Linked DNA regions of Macaca mulatta: regions 2 and 3 are each linked to region 1. Evidence: chromatin contacts called from public Hi-C data. All regions are on one chromosome and are shown on one strand. Each heading gives the region's core, a stretch centred on a gene start, on an enhancer-like site or on the middle of the called end of the contact. The rest is flanking DNA. Distances are from core to core; before and after follow the strand shown. Region 1 holds the start of ZNF84 (zinc finger protein 84). Region 2 holds the start of ZNF891 (zinc finger protein 891). Region 3 holds the start of ZNF605 (zinc finger protein 605).

Evidence for each region. A called contact is a pair of places that touch in the nucleus more often than the background predicts.
Region 2: a Hi-C map of fetal cortex germinal zone shows a contact between it and region 1, with 2.4 times the contacts expected there. The contact joins the promoter of ZNF891 here to the promoter of ZNF84 in region 1. A contact is called at or near these places in 2 of 14 Hi-C or Micro-C datasets (fetal cortex germinal zone and fetal cortical plate).
Region 3: a Hi-C map of fetal cortex germinal zone shows a contact between it and region 1, with 1.9 times the contacts expected there. The contact joins the promoter of ZNF605 here to the promoter of ZNF84 in region 1. A contact is called at or near these places in 2 of 14 Hi-C or Micro-C datasets (fetal cortex germinal zone and liver).

Annotation. Positions count from the first base shown.
Region 1 is chr11:140,378,934-140,381,690 of T2T-MMU8v2.0, reverse strand. It overlaps ZNF84 (zinc finger protein 84), which reads right to left and starts at 1,366. Exons shown (of 5, transcript XM_077955926.1): 1 at 1,234-1,366. The region is part of intron 1 of ZNF268 (zinc finger protein 268); the gene reads right to left.
Region 2 is chr11:140,471,430-140,474,186 of T2T-MMU8v2.0, reverse strand. ZNF891 (zinc finger protein 891) reads left to right here and starts at 1,329. Exons shown (of 3, transcript XM_077955940.1): 1 at 1,329-1,383. The region is part of intron 1 of ZNF268 (zinc finger protein 268); the gene reads right to left. It overlaps ZNF10 (zinc finger protein 10), which reads right to left and starts at 972. Exons shown (of 5, transcript XM_015109755.3): 1 at 846-972.
Region 3 is chr11:140,307,812-140,310,568 of T2T-MMU8v2.0, reverse strand. It overlaps ZNF605 (zinc finger protein 605), which reads left to right and starts at 1,414. Exons shown (of 5, transcript XM_077955933.1): 1 at 1,414-1,477. The region is part of intron 1 of ZNF268 (zinc finger protein 268); the gene reads right to left.

The DNA.
Region 1 (2,757 bases), core at 117-2,616:
GAGACTCCGTCTCAAAAAAAAAAAAAAAAAAAAAAAGATATCAACAACTTATATAAAATAATGAAAAAATAAAATCCAACTCATAATTGAAAAAAAGTCATAAAATATGTAGGAATATCAAGATCCATATGAAGCATACTAAAAACACCAATGAAAACTATAAAAATAGAATTAAAGAAATTTATAATTCGATTTTATTTTAGGATAGGAAGACTTCATATTGTGAAGGTAATTTGACCTCAAATGATTTATATAACTCGTTCAACTCCACTCAGAATCTCAAAATTCTGAAGTTTACGTGTAAGGAAAAAGGTTCAAGAACAGTTTGAACACTTTTTTTTTTTTTTGAGACAGGGTCTTACTGTGTTGTCCAGGCCGAAGCGCAATGGCATAACCATAGCTCACTGCAGCCCTGAACTCCTGGGCTCAAGTGATCCTCCCACCTCCGCCTACAGAGTAGCTGGGGCTACAGGCATACCCTGGACGCTTTTGGAAATACAAAATAATGAATGTGAACAGGCCTACTGTAATACATATAAATTATAATAATTATAACATCTGACAGTGGCTTCAGAGAGGTTACACAGATGAAAAAAGCAGAACTGTCTATGCCAGAGTCAGCATGTAATAGATGTAGCACTTCAAAGCCATGAGTAAAACTAAATTATTTAATGAATACGAGAATATTTGAAAGAAAATAAAGGTAGCTATTTCATACAACTACTTCCAGATGGATTAAATTTTAAAATAATGGAAACCCTAAGAATGTCTTAAAAAAAAAAACAAACCACAGGTGAATTATATGCATAATTTGAGGGGAGATGTCGCCACACGATACAAAAGACAAAAGTAATTTAAAAAACTGTAAAACAGTCAATAAACGTAACCATTAAAAAATACAGGGCCAGGCATGGTGGCTCACACCTGTGCTTTAAAAGACTCTTTCGACACCGGCAGAGCCAGGCTGCGGGCGGATGCGGTCCAGCAGGGCAGCCGCGCCTCAGGGCCACGGCTCGGCAACGGGGCTGGCCCGCTGTCGAGGCCGAACGCACGCGAGGCCCACGCCGGCGCCTCCACGCCCGCCTGAAAGGACGCCCAGCAGCGGCGCCTCGGGAAAGGCCGTGCCCGCCCCACAGCCCAGAACCCGCGCGGCTCCGCGGCCCACGGCATCTTCACGAGCCGGCCCAGCCCCACCCCGCCCCAGCCCCGAGTCCGCGCGCGGACGTCCAGGACCTTGAAGCCGAAGCCCTCCGCGGCCACTCCCGCGCGCCTCCCCCGCCATCCCTGGAGCCCCCAGCGCCGGCCCCGCATTAAACGCACTAAACTCACAAAAGACGCCGCCGCCGAGTCGCGCTCGAGCACGCGCGCCCGCGGCCCCGCGATCACGTGATGCCGCCCGGTCCCGCGCCCCGCGCACGCGCCGGAGTCGCCGGCCTTTGTGCGCTCCCGCGGCTCCGAACGGGCCGGGACGAGTAGGGGACTGCAGACGAGCACACTCGCACGCGCGCACACGCGCACACTCCCCTCTCACGTGGCAGCGAAGGACAAAGAGGAAGAAAGGGCCGCCAGCAAGCTTTGCCACGAGTGCATATGCGCATGCGCGAAGGACGGAGCCACCGCGAACTCAACTTCCCAGGGTGCCCCGCATCCGGAAGTGCCTGTCGCCTGGAGACGCAGTGACGCCAAACTGGCTCACACGGTTTTCTGAGAAACATGAAGGGAAACCGAATCCACCAATACTCTTTTTTTTTTTTTTTTTGTTCTTTTTGAGACGGAGTCTCGCTCTGTCGCCCAGGCTGGAGTGCAGTGGCGCGATCTCGGCCCACTGCAACCTCCGCCTCCCGGGTTCAAGCAATTCTGCTGCCTCAGCCTCTCGAGTAGCTGGGACTACAGGCTCCCGCCGCCACGCCCGGCTAATTTTTTGTATTTTAGTAGAGACGGGGTTTCACCGTGTTGCCCAGGCTGGTCTCGAACTTTTGAGCTCAGGCAATCCGCCCGCCTCGGCCTCCCAAAGTGCTAAGATTACAGGCGTGAGCCACCTCGCCCGGCCCACCAATACTTTAAAAAGACAATTGGTTTGACTTCAGTTGAGGAAACCACAAAAACATAAATATATTTACGGAAAGAAGCTAAGAATTAACAGAAAAAAAGTAAAGCTGATCCATAACTCGAGTGGTAGGGAGAATTATAGGTAAGTCACGATGCTTATGAAAGAGAGATGGCGCCGGGGAGATGGAGGAGAGGAGAGAGATGAAAAAAGAGAAATAACTACAAACATAGGAAATTGAACGTGGAATCTTTTTTTTTTTTTTTTTTTGAGACGGAGTCTCACGCTGTTGCCCAGGCTGGAGTGCAGTGGCCGGATCTCAGCTCACTGCAAGCTCCGCCTCCTGGGTTCACGCCATTCTCCTGCCTCAGCCTCCTGAGTAGCTGGGACTACAGGCGCCCGCCACCGCGCCCGGCTAATTTTTTGTATTTTTAGTAGAGACGGGGTTTCACTGTGGTCTCGATCTCCTGACCTTGTGATCCACCCGCCTCGGCCTCCCAAAGTGCTGGGATTACAGGCTTGAGCCACCGCGCCCGGCCTGAACGTGGAATCTTAAAAAGGCAAACTCATAGAAACAGTGGAAGTGTGGTCACCAGAGGTCAGGTGGCGAGAGTGGGAAATGAGATGTTGGTCAGATTTTTTTTTTTTTTTTTTTTTTTTTTTGAGACGGAGTCTCGCTCTGCCGCCCAGGCTGGAGTGCAGTGGCCGGA
Region 2 (2,757 bases), core at 80-2,579, 93 kb before region 1:
GAGGAGGTGAGCTATCCAGTTCTCGGAGAGCTAACTGCAGTCATCTCTAACCTAATAATATTTGTTGGCTGGCATTCTGGGTGACATCCTGCCTTCCCTTTTACTTTTTTTTTTTTTAATTAAGTCTCTTTCTGCAATTAATGTATAGCTAGAATTGAAATTGTTCAACTTCTGCATACACTTTGGGTGGGATCTACGTACCAAATCTTGATGTTAACCTTATCTTTGACACTCATATTATGTGTTAGATGGCCTATATACAATTTTAATTAACAAATCTAGCGTCAAGGGAAAATAAAAATATAGTAAACTTATCATCTGTCTCTGAAAACAAAAAAAGTAGATTAAACAAACACACCTCTAGTTAACCTATTTGATTAAAAAACAAAATTGAAGATGAGGAAGCTAGGAGCTAGAGACGCAGGATTTGTTTTCAAAAGACCACACACAAATTGGCGTCACTATTTCAATAAATGCTAGAAAGGCCATTGGTAAAATTTTAAACATCTATCCCAGCTGGGGGAAAAATGGAAGTTAGACTAGAAGAAACCTTATTTTGTATTACTCAAAATACCTGGCTCAAACTTACTACCACCGCCGCCCACTCTGCGTCAATCTCCAGGCGCAGCCGTTATTCTCCACAGAACAAGAACGTCCGCCGTGAACGCCTGGGCCGCGCGAGGGAGAGTGACTCCGGCAAGGGGTGACTATCACCGTTAGAATTTTTCATTGACAAAATTACCGTCTACCTAGAAATACGAAGCTAATACACTGCTACATTACTAAAGGGTTCAACACGCGTCTCATTACGATGCAAACACAAAATTCAGCACTTTCGTGTATACCTGCAATAAGCAACTAGAAGGTTCGATGGGAGAAAGCGATCTCGTCACAAAGGCAGCAGCAACGGCAAAACAGAGAACGCGACTCCATTCCCCGCGCAGCGCGAGCAGCGGCGTCAGAGCGGTGTCTGAGGCCGGCCCGGCACTACGGCGCCACCTCCCCGTGGCCTGACGTCACGCACGCGCACGCGCCCCGCCCCGCCCCATTAGTCCTGCGCCCGCCCCTGCCGCGCACGCACGCACACGCACCCCTCACACACACCGTGACGCACGCGCCCCAGCCTGGCGTTCAGGCCGCACCCCGCCCCCAGCCCGTCAGCCGCGCGCCCCGGGATCCTAGAATCGGCGTTTCCCCGCCGGCGCCCCAGCCGCCACTCCGTGACGGACACTTCCGTGACGGGCCTTCCGCCGAGAGCGCGCTCGTGACGCACGGACCACGCTCCTTCCGCGGGGCGGCGCACAAGCTCCTGGGAAACGTAGTTCGGCCTTACGTCCCCCTTAGGCTGGACCGCGGGCGCCTGGAGGCGGGCGCCGAGGATGGGTGAGCGTGCAGGGCGGTGGCTTGTTCAACCGGGATGCGTCTCGTGGGCTCAGCCTCGCCCACTGAGTTCTCCTGCGTGCAGGCGTCGCCTCACGGAAGTTTGGGCCTCGGGGAGCCTGCCTGGGAGGCGGCGGTGGGAGAGGCCCTTGAGGGAGGAGGGGCCCCTTACCGGGTGCGAGTGGCGCGCGGGGACCAGGGGCGCGAGGGGCGGAGGGGTCCCGGGCTGGCTGTGTGTGCCACGCAGGGAGCGCCGGGGGACCGGGGGCGCGCGTTTGCCTCCTTTTCTAAGCAACACGGGAGGGCTGAGGGTGCACGCCTCCCTGTCCAGCAGCCTCTTGAATCTCCAAATCTAATAATGGGTTGAATCACAGCCATAGTTTTTTTCACCTATTGCATTATACTCTGGTGTATTCAATTGGCTGTCTCCCTTTGACTTCACTTATGCTCACAAGATTGCATTTTAATCTTTTTGTGTACTCTCCTTGCCCGTTATACTAACAAGATTTTATAAACTTCATAATAATTTGGACAGCACAGTCTCTTCTATTCTGTAAAACAGGTCACCACCCCCCACCGCCCCCCGCCCCGCCTCCAAAAGTTTGGTACAATTTGCATGCAGAACCTTTGGTCTTATTTAGTACGCGTTTAACTTCTGACTCAATTTTTGTTTGTTTTGAGACGGAGTTTCGCTCTTTGTTGCCCAGGCTAAAGTGCAATGGCGCGATCTCGGCTCACGCAAGCTCCGCCTCCCGGATTCAAGTGAATCTCCTGCCTCAGCCTCCGGAGTCGCTGCGATTACAAGCATGAGCCACCACGCCGTGGCTAATTCTGTATTTTTAGTGGAGACGGGGGTTTCTCCGTGTTGGTCAGGCTGGTCTCGAGCTCCCGATCTCAGGTGATCTGCCAGCCTCCCAAAGCGCTGGGATTACAAGAGTGAGCCACCGCACCCGGTCCTGACTCAGTTTTTTAAAAGTCTCATTGATTAGGTATTTTAGTTTGTATTCTGTTTTAGATACCTTTTCCTAGATAATTGTTTTTAGTGTAATTTTTCAAATTTATTGGCATAAAATTGCCCATGCTATTTTATCACTGTAAGTAATTTCTGTGGTGATTTTTAAAATCACTACTTTTTAATATTTTAAAATAACTGCTGTAATTGTTATTTTTTTCTTTTTTGAACCTAATTATCTAGGTGTTCTTTTTTTCTTGATTACTCCTATAAGGTATCAGTGTACATTAGTCTTTTCAAAAATGTAGATTTGGTTTTTTTTTGTTGTTGTTGTTTTGGTCTTTTTTTGGGGGCGGGTCCTGTTACAGTAAGTTTTGCTCTTAATTTTAAAATTTTCTTTTACTTTGTTGCTGTTTTCCTACCTT
Region 3 (2,757 bases), core at 165-2,664, 71 kb after region 1:
AATATCGTGCCATTGCACTCTAGCCTGGGCGACTGGGCGAGACTCCGTCTCAAAAAAAAAAAAAAAAAAATTAGCTGGGAGTGGTGCTGGGCGCCTGTAATCCCAGTGACTCAGGAGGCTGAGACAGGAGAATCGCTTGAACCCGGGAGGCGGGAGGCGGGAGGCGGAGGTTGCTGTGAGCTGAGATTGCGCCATTGCACTCCAGCCTGGGCAACAAGAGCAAAACCCCATCTCTCACAGGCTCCAAATTTACTAATATAGAATTGAGCTAAATATTATTTCACAAAAACTTGAATTTGGTCTTTATGGCCATTCCAATTTTTTAAATTGCCAATTGTGTGTGTTTCCTGTTTTTCCCCATTTTTATGTAAAAATTAATATGCTTTTATGGGTTTTTTTTGACGGAGTCTCACTGTCTCCCAGGGTGGACTGCAGTGGTGTGATCTCAGCTCACTGCTACCTCCGCCTCCCGGGTTCAAGCAATTCTCGCGCCTCAGCCTCCTGAGTAGCTGGGATTACAGGCATGAGCCACCACACCCGGCTAATTTTTATATTTTTAGTAGAAACGGGATTTCACCATGTTGGTCAGGCTGGTCTCGAACTCCTGACCTCAGGTGATACCCCTGCCTCGGCCTCCCAAAGTGCTGGGATTACAGGCGTGAGTCACCGCCCCCGGCCTGGCAAAAACCTTTTTTTTTTTTTTTGAGACAGAGTCTCGCTCTGTTGCCCAGGCTAGGGTGCAGCGGCGGGATCTCGGCTCACTGCAACCTCCGCCCCCCGGGTTCAAGCGATTCTCCTGTCTCAGCCTCCTGAGTCACTGGGATTACAGGCGCCCAGCACCACTCCCAGCTAATTTTTTTTTTTTTTTTTTTTTTTTTTTTTTTTTTTGAGACGGAGTCTCGCCCGGTCGCCCAGGCTAGAGTGCAATGGCACGATATTGGCTCACTGCAACGCGCGTAACACTAAAATTTACCTATATTACTTACAGCTGTGATGTAAAATGGAAAAGAAGCCGGACGCAGTGACTCATGCCTGTAATTCCAGCATTTTAGGAGGCTGGGGCAGGAGGATTATTTGAACCCAGGAGTTGGGAAACCAGCCTGAGGCTGCAATGAGTGGTGATAGCACCACTGCACTCCCCACTGGGTGACAGAGCGAAACCCTGCCTCCAAAAACAAACAAACAAAAAAACAAGGAAAAGATGCAGAGGCGTCCTCCTGGAGGCGCCTTTAGGTTCTCTCACAGACATGTTGGGCCAGCACTGCTGGCTCCATCCTAGATTTCTTCCAGTCCTCCCCAGTTACCCGCCAAGCGGCTTCTCCAACCGGAAACGTCCTAGGGCGACCCCGGCGAGTGCACCGCGGAGCCCCTCGGGAAGTGTGGTTCCAGCGCGAGCGGCACTCTGGTAAATGTAGTTCTCTGCGCGTTCACTTCCGCGGTGGGGCCGTGTCCACCACTGCACTGCGAGGTCCGAGGGGTAAGGGAGTGTGCAGCGGGGGCGGGACGACTAGGCGGCGGGGCTGGAGGCAGGCTCTGTGTCTGCGCCGGGGGTCGCGGTGACCCCGCTGCGGACCGGCTAGCGGTGACCCCAGCGCGCCGGAGCTGGCTGCCGGCCGGGGCCAGAAAGGCCTGCGGGGCGGCCTGGGCGCATGCGCGGACGGCGGGCCTCGGGCGGGGCCCTGGGGGCGCGCGGGGGTGGGAGGCAGCGGGCGGGATGGGGGCTGTAGGGCGGGCGGCGGCGGGGCGCTGAATGTGGGGGTCGGGGGAGATTTGGGGTCAGCTGGGCGATTCACTGGCGGCCTATGGAGGTCCCTGTAGACTTGGGGTGCAGCGCGGGCGGGGCAAGGGGACGCGAGGCTGCTCTTGGCCCTGGGGGAGAGGGGCCCCTGGGAGGCCGTGTGGAGGATGTGTCTGCAGCGATTAGGACTCTGCTGATCAATGATTTGGATGCCTTGTGGTGAGCACTGGAGGCCAGCGGGGTGAATGATGAGGCTTCTGCGGGGGTCTGCTTGGGAGGGTTTAGGGGTCGCTTGTGTGGGTTCCATTCACGGAAGCCTGCCGGCTGTGACAGTGTTGAATTTCGCCAGAGCCTTGTGCTCCTGGAAACAGTGAAGGCTGAGGAATTTCCCACCCTTTTGGGTTCCAGGAGATGACTCGCTGCAAAGACCCCCCTTCCCTATATGATTTAGGTCAGCCTCCAGGATGCCCCTTGTTCACACAGACCCGCCACGTTGCTGTCGCTTGCCTCATCAGTGACTGGCTGAACTCCACTGAGCGGTCGGAGCAAAATGTTCCTTAACCAAACTTTAGCCAAGCTTCTTTCCTTTCCCCATTTTCTTGAGCTTTGGCCCATCCCCGGCCTGAGCCAACACGCAGCCTCGGCAGAGAACAGGCTGGCTCAGGGTCAGGCTTCCTCTGCTTTGCTCTCTGGTCGCGCGAACTTCCACCTCGCTTGGCAGGCCTGGTCTTGGCTACCCTTGTTCCCGTCTCTCTATGAAAGAAAATCCCTTTTTGCTTTGCAGAGACGCACGTGAGTCTCGTGGCTTCGGGGTTCTTCCCAGAAGCCCCTTCCCCTTCCCCTTCCCAACCCTCTTCCGCGTCTTTTTTCCCCACTTCCAGTAACCTTTCGGAGCCGTCTTTGCTGTGTCCAGTTGCATGCTTTATTTGACAGCTGAATAACGGTGGTTGCTGTTTCAACCCGTCTCCAATAGCGGAGGCGAGTATGGGGTGGCCTATGCTGGCGAGTGGCTGGGGTTG